Linked DNA regions of Mus musculus: region 2 is linked to region 1. A link is a contact called in public Hi-C data. All regions are on one chromosome and are shown on one strand. Each heading gives the region's core, a stretch centred on a gene start, on an enhancer-like site or on the middle of the called end of the contact. The rest is flanking DNA. Distances are from core to core; before and after follow the strand shown.

Region 1 (4,337 bases), core at 1,323-3,822:
AAGCCACCACTCTTACACACGCAGTTTTGTTGAGGATTTGGACTTTCAGTGAGAAGAAACAAATGTTAATACATTTAGCCAAAAAAACCACAAATAAAGTTGACATAAGCTGACAAAGAAATCACGAATCAAGGTATTTTTGGTCGTGACACTGAGCTATAGAGGAGACCTTGGTGGTACTTGGTGGCAGCTGCACATCCTGTCTGTCCCATTGCATTTTACCGTCACCCCAGCACACAGCCAACCTCTGGAAGAACGTAAAAATACAAAGTTGCGGTTCATCACTTGGGATTTAATTGTTCCCTCAGATTTAACACCTTATCTTTTAAAGGAACAATATCTACATGGTGCCATGTCTTCAATGAGTCACATAAAGGATACATGGTCCACAGACATGCTCTGCATCACTTCTAGGTCATCTGGCTCTCATGCATAATGACCTGTCCTTGTGTGTCACATCAGCAACACAAGGTCCTGTATCCTGGACCATTTCATCATATTGCATCATTTCAAGGGAGTGGAACCCACCTCTGAATCTGCTTTGTTAATTAAATGATTTTTAAAAATGTTTACCATGAACTCTATGTTGCCTTTCATTTTTCCTAAAAAAACGATATCACTTATGTATAGTGGTACATGCCTGTAATCCTAGTGCCTGAGAGTCAGAGACAGGAGGATCAAAAGATTGTGACCAGCCTAGTAGATGTAAGGAGACCACCTCCAGCCCCTCCACCTTAAAAAACAAGATAAAATAAAAGTTTGTGTGTGTTAAGAAATGCATACCACAGTAGTATGTTAGTGAGGCCAGGTGATAGACGTTTAGAGACTTGCTTTCTCCTGCATGACATTAGAAGAGAAAGTGATTGCATGATACAGGTACAAATTCAAGATTCTGAACAACTGTTGATTGAAGGTGCTATCTGTATGGCCAAGGCAACTGCCAAGTGTACTTGCAAACAAAGCTCACCCTGCCCTGAAGTACATGTAGTGCTGCTCATGGCTGGCTGCTCTGCAAAAGAAATAGCAAACAGAAGACCCAAGAGAAGCACATACAGAGGTTCTAAAAGATAATAAAAAAAAAGAAAAAACAAAAATGAATGACTTTTTCAACATGTAGTCCTAGGCACTGTCTCTCTGTTCCAGGAGGACAAGCCTGTTTGGGTAGACACCACTCTGGAACTCTCTAGGTTGTCCAGCAGAAAGTGGAAGAGATGAGCTGTAATTCTAGGTTGGGGTTCTGAGAGCAGAAAGAACCAGAGCTGGGGGCCATGCTGTGGAGACTGATGGGAAATCTCAGGAAGGTGACATCCCACAAAGGCGTGCTGAGTCGAGCAGGCTTTGCCCTGTCTGAGGCCTGGTTCAATCCTGGATCAAGAGATTCCTCAACTCCTGTGAGTGGATCTCTGCCAGTGGCCTCTAGAAAATATCATTTCAGGAGTCACCCTAGAAAAGGAAACAGAAGTGCAGAGGTCAGCCGGAAGGTTGGCATTGCAGACCCAATGCTGGAGAAGTGAGCACGCGCAGAGGAAGATACTGGTTCCATATTTTACCAGGCTTGTGGGCGAGCTCTATAACCTTGAGGGCTTGTCTTCATCTGTGCAGTGTTGAGGCTGACATCGCCACTGCATACCTCATCTGACTGACAGGAAGGAAAAAAAAAAGTGATGCAGCAGATGCTCTGCTCTGTGCCTACTGTATCAACCAATGCTGGCTCTTCTTCTTTTCTTCCTCATAGATGATTTGGATTCTCTCTGTCACACTGGGCTGTGTGATGCGTGTGTTGCTATGTGCGTGTCTTCACTGTATGTGACTAACATTCCAGCCGTTCACAGCCTTACATGAATTAACCATTGGGAAAACAGTGGTCTCCCTCAAGTCCTCACCTGAAGCCCCAGCTGAGAGTAGCTTTCGTTTCTTTAACCTATGGATCCGAACCTGGCACAGGTAGCACTCTTGTCAACCGACCTGGAGTTTGCCAAAGCTATGTATCCCAACAGGATCGTCAGTGGAAGCTTGCAGTCTCACTGTGGGCTGTGCTGCTAACGGGGCCTCTGTCTAGCTTAGCTCCTTGAGGGGTGAACCCCGTGATAAGGGGAAGTCACCCTGGAACACATTGATGCTGGATTCCCTTAGAGAACTTCCTAGGTCCTTTCCTGATTGTGTTTTCTCTAGTCAGACACAGGGTGGCGCTCTTCATTAAGTAATCTGCCAGCTGTGTGGGAAGACGTCTCCTGCCAACTCCTGTGACTCCAGGAAAAGGAATTCTTTCCTTTTTCATCTGGCCACAGAGAGGTAGGTCCAAGGTGACAAGAGTGGGAAGTGACCACTGGCGCCTGGCCACTGGGGCTGTGGAGCATTGCGTTCACCTGAAGGCTCGGCCTTCCGTTCATTTAATTCTGTATTGATGAAAGGCATGAACAATCACAGTCTAAAAATCTTGTCCATCTTCATGAGGGAAGATTGGGGTTGTATTGTGTGAATTAATCTCTTGGGGGAAGACATCATCGTGGCCAGTGGTGGTGACAGGAGAATGAGGGAGGGACCAAGGTCACCATTAACCAACCACCAATCACCATACTGCTGATGGGGGAGGGGAACCCTTTGTCTAAAGGGACTGGACTGAGCTTTGCAGAGAAGGAGGGGCGCAGGCTTGCAGTGGAGACTGGCTTCTAACCACCCACTCTCCCCAGCTGCAGGCTGAATTCACACCTTGACACCACAGCCAGTCTGCCAACACTGCTGCCAAAGCATGGCGCCCGCCCGTGTGGGATTGGCTTTTAGGGACTAACAAAGAAAATTCCTTACATCGGATAAAAGGGAGTGTCTGTGGTTTGTTTTATAGCCCTACTAAAACATTTTAATGAAACTAAATCACTGTGGTACCGCCAGAGTTTGGGCTTTAGAGGGCCTGGAACCAGTTTTCCTATGGGCTGTGTCTGAATTGTAGAGTGTCCATGTGAATTGACTGGGGCCAATTAAGATAAGTCTTTGATTGCATCAGAAGTTCTCCAAATGGATGGATACAGGATGTCCCCTTGACACATAATTAATTAATTGAAAATGAAATATGCTCAGTTCAAAAAAGCTACCCATAAAGTGAAGTCCTGTGCCAGCCAATGATTAGAGTTTGGGGATCCTTATAAGCATAGACTTGCCATTATAAATATTAAATGCTACCTTTACAGAAAGCTTACATAGTTTCAAAGCCTTTTGCTCAGGACTTTGAATACCCCCCAAGACAATGTTATTAATTCCATTTAGGAGGACGGTAGAAAACTTAGTTGAGAAAACCTGGAACTCACTCCCCTGTGAAGGAGGCAGGGATGGCTGGTCCTCAGCTGCTTAGTGGTCACTCTCACTGACAGTTCCTCTGAGTCCCAGAAATGCAATCTGTAATCTCAAAACCTTTCCAGCAGCTTGGCAGGGAGACAGAAATAGCCCAGCAAAATGCAAGATCAGCAAGAAAGCACTACAGTCCACAGACTGGGAGTGGAGGGCTGTGATGCTAAGGCCAGTCCTTAGGTTATGAGGTCCAGGAAATCCCAGTCAGAGCAGAGGGTAGGGGCTGCAGGTGATGCAGGGATAGTGGGCACAGGGGCCTCCAATCTCTCTGTTTCACTCTTAATTAACAAGCTTAGGACCTCCCTCATGTCTCAGCATGTAAAATTCTCATAGTATTGAATTTATTTAGATATAAGCCTTTTCCCACAAGCTGTGGCTCCTCACTTCCCACTTAAGACATTATTTTCCATGGTCCCATGCTAACCCATCCTCAGGAGCCTCTATGTTAGTTGCCAGTCTTGTTGGAGTCAAAATCCTGACTATCCATCTGGACCTGGGCAGTTCACACTTTTGGCTCTGTTTTTGTTATTTGCTTGCTTGCTTATTTTTCCTGTATTACCTTAAATGGTAGAAAAGCTAATAGTTTTGTTTTCTTCTTTAGTTGGACCCATCTTGTCCATGTCCTGGATGAGGTTTGGACCTAAGTTAGTGGCTGAGGGGTCTGCTAAATCAATGGAAACATTGCATTGTGTTTATATATTGATCTTCAGCTGCCGTGAGCTGTGTTAGTCAGTGGTGGGAACAGGAGGTGTGAAGCCACACCTTAGGGGTCCTCCACGAGGTGTGATACTCACAGGCTGACAAATGGTGGGAATATTGCTTCCCTTAAGTTCTGGTCATGTCCAGATGGTGCTAAATATCCGGTGCAACACCTCACATCCCTCCACCCCCTTTAAGCTCTGCTGTGCTAAGTCCCGTGCCTGAAGTCCCCAGTGCTTTCAAGTCCTGTGCCTGAATATCCTTGTGTTTTTCCAAGTGAAGTATCTCTAAGACCC
Region 2 (4,806 bases), core at 1,138-3,637, 180 kb after region 1:
GTTGGAGTAGGTGTGGACTTGTTGGAGGAAGTGTGTCACTGTGGGCGTGAGCTTTAATACCCTCATTCATCCAGTTTTCTAGCAGCCCTTCAGAAGATGTAGAACTCTCAGCTCCTCCTGCCCCATGTCAGCCTGGATGCTGCCATGTTCCCACCTTGATGATACTGGACTGAACCTCTGAACCTGTAAGCCAACGCCAAATATATGTTGTCCTTATAAGAGTTGCCTTGGTCATGGTGTCTGTTCACAGCAGTAAAACCCTAACTAAGACATTCCTGCTTAAAACCTGTCATAGTTTGACAGCTCCTCAAAGGACAAATGTGAAGTTATCCCATGAGCCAAAAATTGAATTCCTAGGTATCTATGAAGGACAAATAAAAACACAACCAGACCTGGAAGCTTTTGTCTGTCACTTCAGCACCTGTGAGACTGAAGCAGGAAGATTCTCTATGAATTTGAGGCTAGCCTAGGATATAGAATGAGACCTTGTCTCAGAAGAAAAAAAAAGTGGAAAAGCATATCCACATAAATACAGACAGTATCACTATTTATAATCAAAGGGCTCCAATTGCTTCATTATTCATCACCAAGAGAGCAATGAAACACTGTGTATCGGGAAAAGCCAATGATGTGTTAGCATGTGACACAACATTAGTCTCCCACACATAGCTGACTGGAAGAAAGCGAACATAAAAGCCCAGGTCTTGGGACCTCATTTACATAAAATGTACAGTGCTCATTTCGGAGGGTATGGTTTGAGAAGACTGGAGATGGGTAGGTAATAGATGGAGGTTTTCTGTGGGGCAATGGTATCCTGATTGGATTAGTGTAGTGCCTGTGTTATGGTCCTAAGAGCCCTTTACATGACAAGTCAAGCTATATTCTCATGAAGTTTATCTAAAAGGCCTGTTCACTGATCTGTACATTTAAAATGAAATGCAACCTTTCCCATGGCTTACAGCTCTGCACAATGGCACCCTCTGTCTCTTCTGCCACCTCCCTTATCTCTTCTTCATGAGTCCCTCCAGTTTCTAGCACCAGAGCCCAGGGATCATCCATAAGCCACCCCCCTCCAGGGGCTCCACACCGTTCTGTGTTCTGTCCACAGTTTCCCAGTATTTACCCAGACCCTTGCCAGGAGCATGTCTCACCCTGATCATCCTACACTCTTCCCAGAATACTTTAGAAGGTATGGCCACGTGTTTCCTTCCTCAATGGCAACAGGTTGTATTGCTATCCTTGGGTCCACGTCACCTCCTCAGGTGCAACCTATGTGAGGTTGTCTTGCTATCTTCCTCACACACAGAGAGAGAGAGGTTGGCAGAGGCTATAATCTCACACTGAAATGTGTGGGTGTCTAGTAGGAGAGGAGCGGTTGAACTTACACACATCCCTGTCTTGCTCACTGGCTGCTCTTGCCCAGATTTCTGATTGTAATTGTGCAGGAAGCTTGCTCAGCTTGCTTTCTTATACCACCCGTAACCACTTGCCCAGGACTGGTACTGCCCACAGTGAGCTGGGCCCTCCCATGTCAATCACGAATCAAGTCAATAACGTCAGACACTTGACTACAGGCCAATCTGTGAGGCCATTTTCTCAGTTATGATTCTCTCATCCTAACCCTTAAGAGACTGGAGGCCCCAGGGAATTTAGAGGTCAGGTGGGGTAGGGAGGTGGAGACATCCACATGAAGACAAGGAGGTGGGGAGGAGGTATGGGATGTGGAACAGTTGGAGGGTGGATGGGGAGGGGGAATAAAATATGGAGTGTAAAAAATAGAAAAAAAAATAAGATTCTCTCTTCCCTGTTAAGTCCAGGTTTTTGTCAAGTTTATAAAAACCAACCAGCATCGGTACTTAACCTTTCCATCCTGAATGAAGAGACATTGGCCAAGGTGACACTTGGATTGGGGCCCTTTCTCACCAATGCCCAAATCCAGAACCTCCCCCACGTGACTAGCTAGGAAGATTCAGGATGGCTACATCATTCTTGCCCGCCCCCCCCACCCCCCACCCCGCAAGAGCTGCCTGGACCATGGCCTCGGATCCCATTCTCCTGGGGAGCTGTACAACTCTACTGATCCTTAGCCCAGTACCAGCTTTGTATATCTAGGGCTTTGCTGTGCTGCTACCTGAGAGCATCGGTGCAAGGACCGGTATCCGGAAAGCAGCCATGGATGCTAGAGGGGGAGCCATTGAGATGCTAAATTCCATCACCAGACCTGCCTCTGGCAGCCATTAGGTTACCACAGTCGGCAAGGCTGGCCCTTTGAAAGCAGACAGGAGCCCTACTGTGAACACACAGGCCCCGCCCCTGTGGCCTGTGTCTGGCCTGGCAGGCATAGCGCTGGGTAGAGCTCAGAGCTACAGCCCCTCTTCTAGCCAGCGAGGGCCCTGCTGGTTCTGACTGAAGCACAGCTATCTGACGTCGGGCTTAATGAAGTCCCTGTGAGAGACAGTGGGGCAGCCTCGCTGCGCAGATGGCTCTTTGTCCCCATTGACACCTGCCATCTGCTTGTTTGTCTAAATGACGCTGCTGGGGCAGGGGGCTCCCAATCTGCTGCCCGGGCCCCGCCCACCTCTATGACCTCCTGACCCTGGGCCAGACAGGTCCTCAGAGTTGCTCTCACGCGGTGCAGTGAGCCTGGCCTGCTCCTGCTCCCAGCCTCTGCCAGGCTGATGCTCCAGTGGCAGGAACAGGGGAAGGGGGGTCAGGGGGAGGAGCAGGGGGAGGTGAGAGAGCAGAGAAAGGGGAGGGGGAGGGAGGAGGATCAAGAAGGAGAGTAGTGAAGGACAAAGACAAGGAGGAACAGAAGACAAAGGGGGAGGGTGGGAGGATGAGAGGAAGCCAAAGAAGGGGAGAAGGAGGTTGAGGGAACGCAGGGATTGAAGGGGAGGCACAGCAGCTGCCCCAGGCCCCTGGTTCCCCTGCTCCAGGCCAGGCTGCAGGCTCGAGTTTCAAAGCTGGGCCCTCACACCTGTTCACAAAGAGAATGTCACATAAAAGAGAGGCAGGACAGGATGACCCGCCTCTGGACCAGACAACAGCAGCCCCGCAATGCTCCTAGCTCTTCTTGCCTCAAGTCAGTTAAGTACAAAGAGAAAAGTTTACTTTTCAAGTTGTAGGGATGACTGCAGAAGACAGAAGAATATATATATATATATATATATATATATATATATATATATATATATCAATTAGAACATTTCTGAGAGTGTTGTGATGATGCCAAACAGGCAGCTTGCCCTGAGCTTCTGAGATATTATGGTTGATCTTTAAAAGGGGCAGTGGTGTGGCCTGGCATTATTACCAACTCCCGAGCAAGGATCAGCCCGTGCGGAAAGCGTAGCCACGTGAACTTCTTGAGGTCTGTCTGCAAAGCTCTAGTTTCCTGAGGCTAATTGAACGGTTACTGATAGTCTCAGAAAGGTTATGCTCTGCCAGAGCTTGGTGGAAAACAGTGGGCTCTGGGCATTTCGACCACTGAAAAGAAAACACTCTATTGGTGCTTCCTTGTCTCCTCTGTTGACTTTAGGTGGGACTCGAAGGCCTGGCTTAAGAGATGGCCTTTGGAGGCCTCCAGCTCAGTTCTCCCAAAGACAAAACAGGTGCTTGACATAGTAACCCAATAAACGTGTCAGCGAAAGGGCACTGCCTCCACCCCAAAGCCACCCTCTTCTGAGCGCCTGGGCTCTGTCTTCCTCTGAACAGAGGCTAAAATCTGGGACTTGCTGATGTGGGGGGCTCCCAGTGCCTCTAAGGAGAAGGAACTCTGCGTGGTGTTCCACTGGAACACCATCTCCATGCTCAGACTTGCAGTGAGGGTGCTGCTATTCACTGCTCTTCACTGTCATATCTTATACTTGGAAGACTGTTGACAGGGTGATGGTATGTCTGCCTACTGATGACCCTGTGGGGTTAAGGCTGTCACCTCCCTGGGTTTGTCATGTGAGAAAATAGCTGCACCGAACACAGGACAGCCCACATCCCCAGCTAGGGCTTGTAGTTCCATCCTGGAGCCAGCCCTCAGAGATGTGAACAGTCTCTCCCCTAGCACCATCCGGGAAATGTTCCTCTCTTCTTGCATACAGTCACTAGACTAATAGTTTGTAGTCAAACGCCATGCTTCCTGTCACTTTTATAGAACTGTACTACATGTTCAGCCATCAAGCCACCTGTGAACAGCAAGCTATTGGTTCCCTCCTTACTGGGGGTCCACCCCACCACCACCACCACCACCACACTGGCCTTCTATACAGGCACAAGAACTTCACATGAAGTCAGGAGGTTTGGCTCAGATATCAAATAACCAGGAGGCATCTGAGTTCTTGGTGGAGACTTTGGGATGGGACACTTTGCAGAGCTAATTGATTTTATAAGTGTTCTTGCTTTGAGTTTCAAGAAAGTAGGGGACATTAGAGACCCTATCGCCAAGGAAGAGGTTGTCTACCTATATGTTCAGGCATGATGACAGTTGGAACTAATTTAAATGCTGATTCAAAGGGAAGACTCCTCCCAGGGAACAGATTAAAGTTGAAATGGGATGCTAAAAGCATGGGTTATTAGAGAGTCCAGTTTAGAAAGACAGCACCCTGGGTGTGCAGGGGCAGGTGATGGAGGTCTCCATGCTGCAATGATCTCCACAGGAAAGACTCCCTAGGGTGGCGACCAATAGTCAAGGGACAAGGTCTTTGTTCACTCAGTCCTATTCTGACCTCTGTCTTTTTTTGAATTATTTTTATATTCTGTATCTGTTGTGTACTTTGTATGCAGGGCCCTGGAGATCATAAGAAGGCATTGGATCCC

The links. A called contact is a pair of places that touch in the nucleus more often than the background predicts.
Region 2: a Hi-C map of the N1E-115 cell line shows a contact between it and region 1, with 3 times the contacts expected there. The contact joins two enhancer-like sites. A contact is called at or near these places in 2 of 484 Hi-C or Micro-C datasets (the N1E-115 cell line and embryonic stem cells), 8 of 115 datasets of contacts at active chromatin or transcription factors (VIP interneurons, differentiating embryonic stem cells, embryonic stem cells and 2 more) and 2 of 9 other capture datasets (adipose tissue and embryonic stem cells).

Annotation. Positions count from the first base shown.
Region 1 is chr17:15,063,654-15,067,990 of GRCm38.p6, forward strand. It overlaps Ermard (ER membrane associated RNA degradation), which reads left to right. Exons shown (of 18, transcript NM_001039552.3): 18 at 1-579. Among named protein-coding and RNA genes, the nearest start is that of Gm35343, 9.6 kb to the left of the region's middle. Within about 2 kb of position 2,573, at least 88 of the 459 cell types and tissues checked have an H3K27ac peak or open chromatin away from gene starts, as enhancers often do. A contact at or near this core is called in the N1E-115 cell line and differentiating embryonic stem cells, where this site is marked.
Region 2 is chr17:15,245,669-15,250,474 of GRCm38.p6, forward strand. No RefSeq gene overlaps it. Among named protein-coding and RNA genes, the nearest start is that of Gm5091, 7.3 kb to the left of the region's middle. Within about 2 kb of position 2,388, at least 92 of the 459 cell types and tissues checked have an H3K27ac peak or open chromatin away from gene starts, as enhancers often do. A contact at or near this core is called in the N1E-115 cell line and differentiating embryonic stem cells, where this site is marked.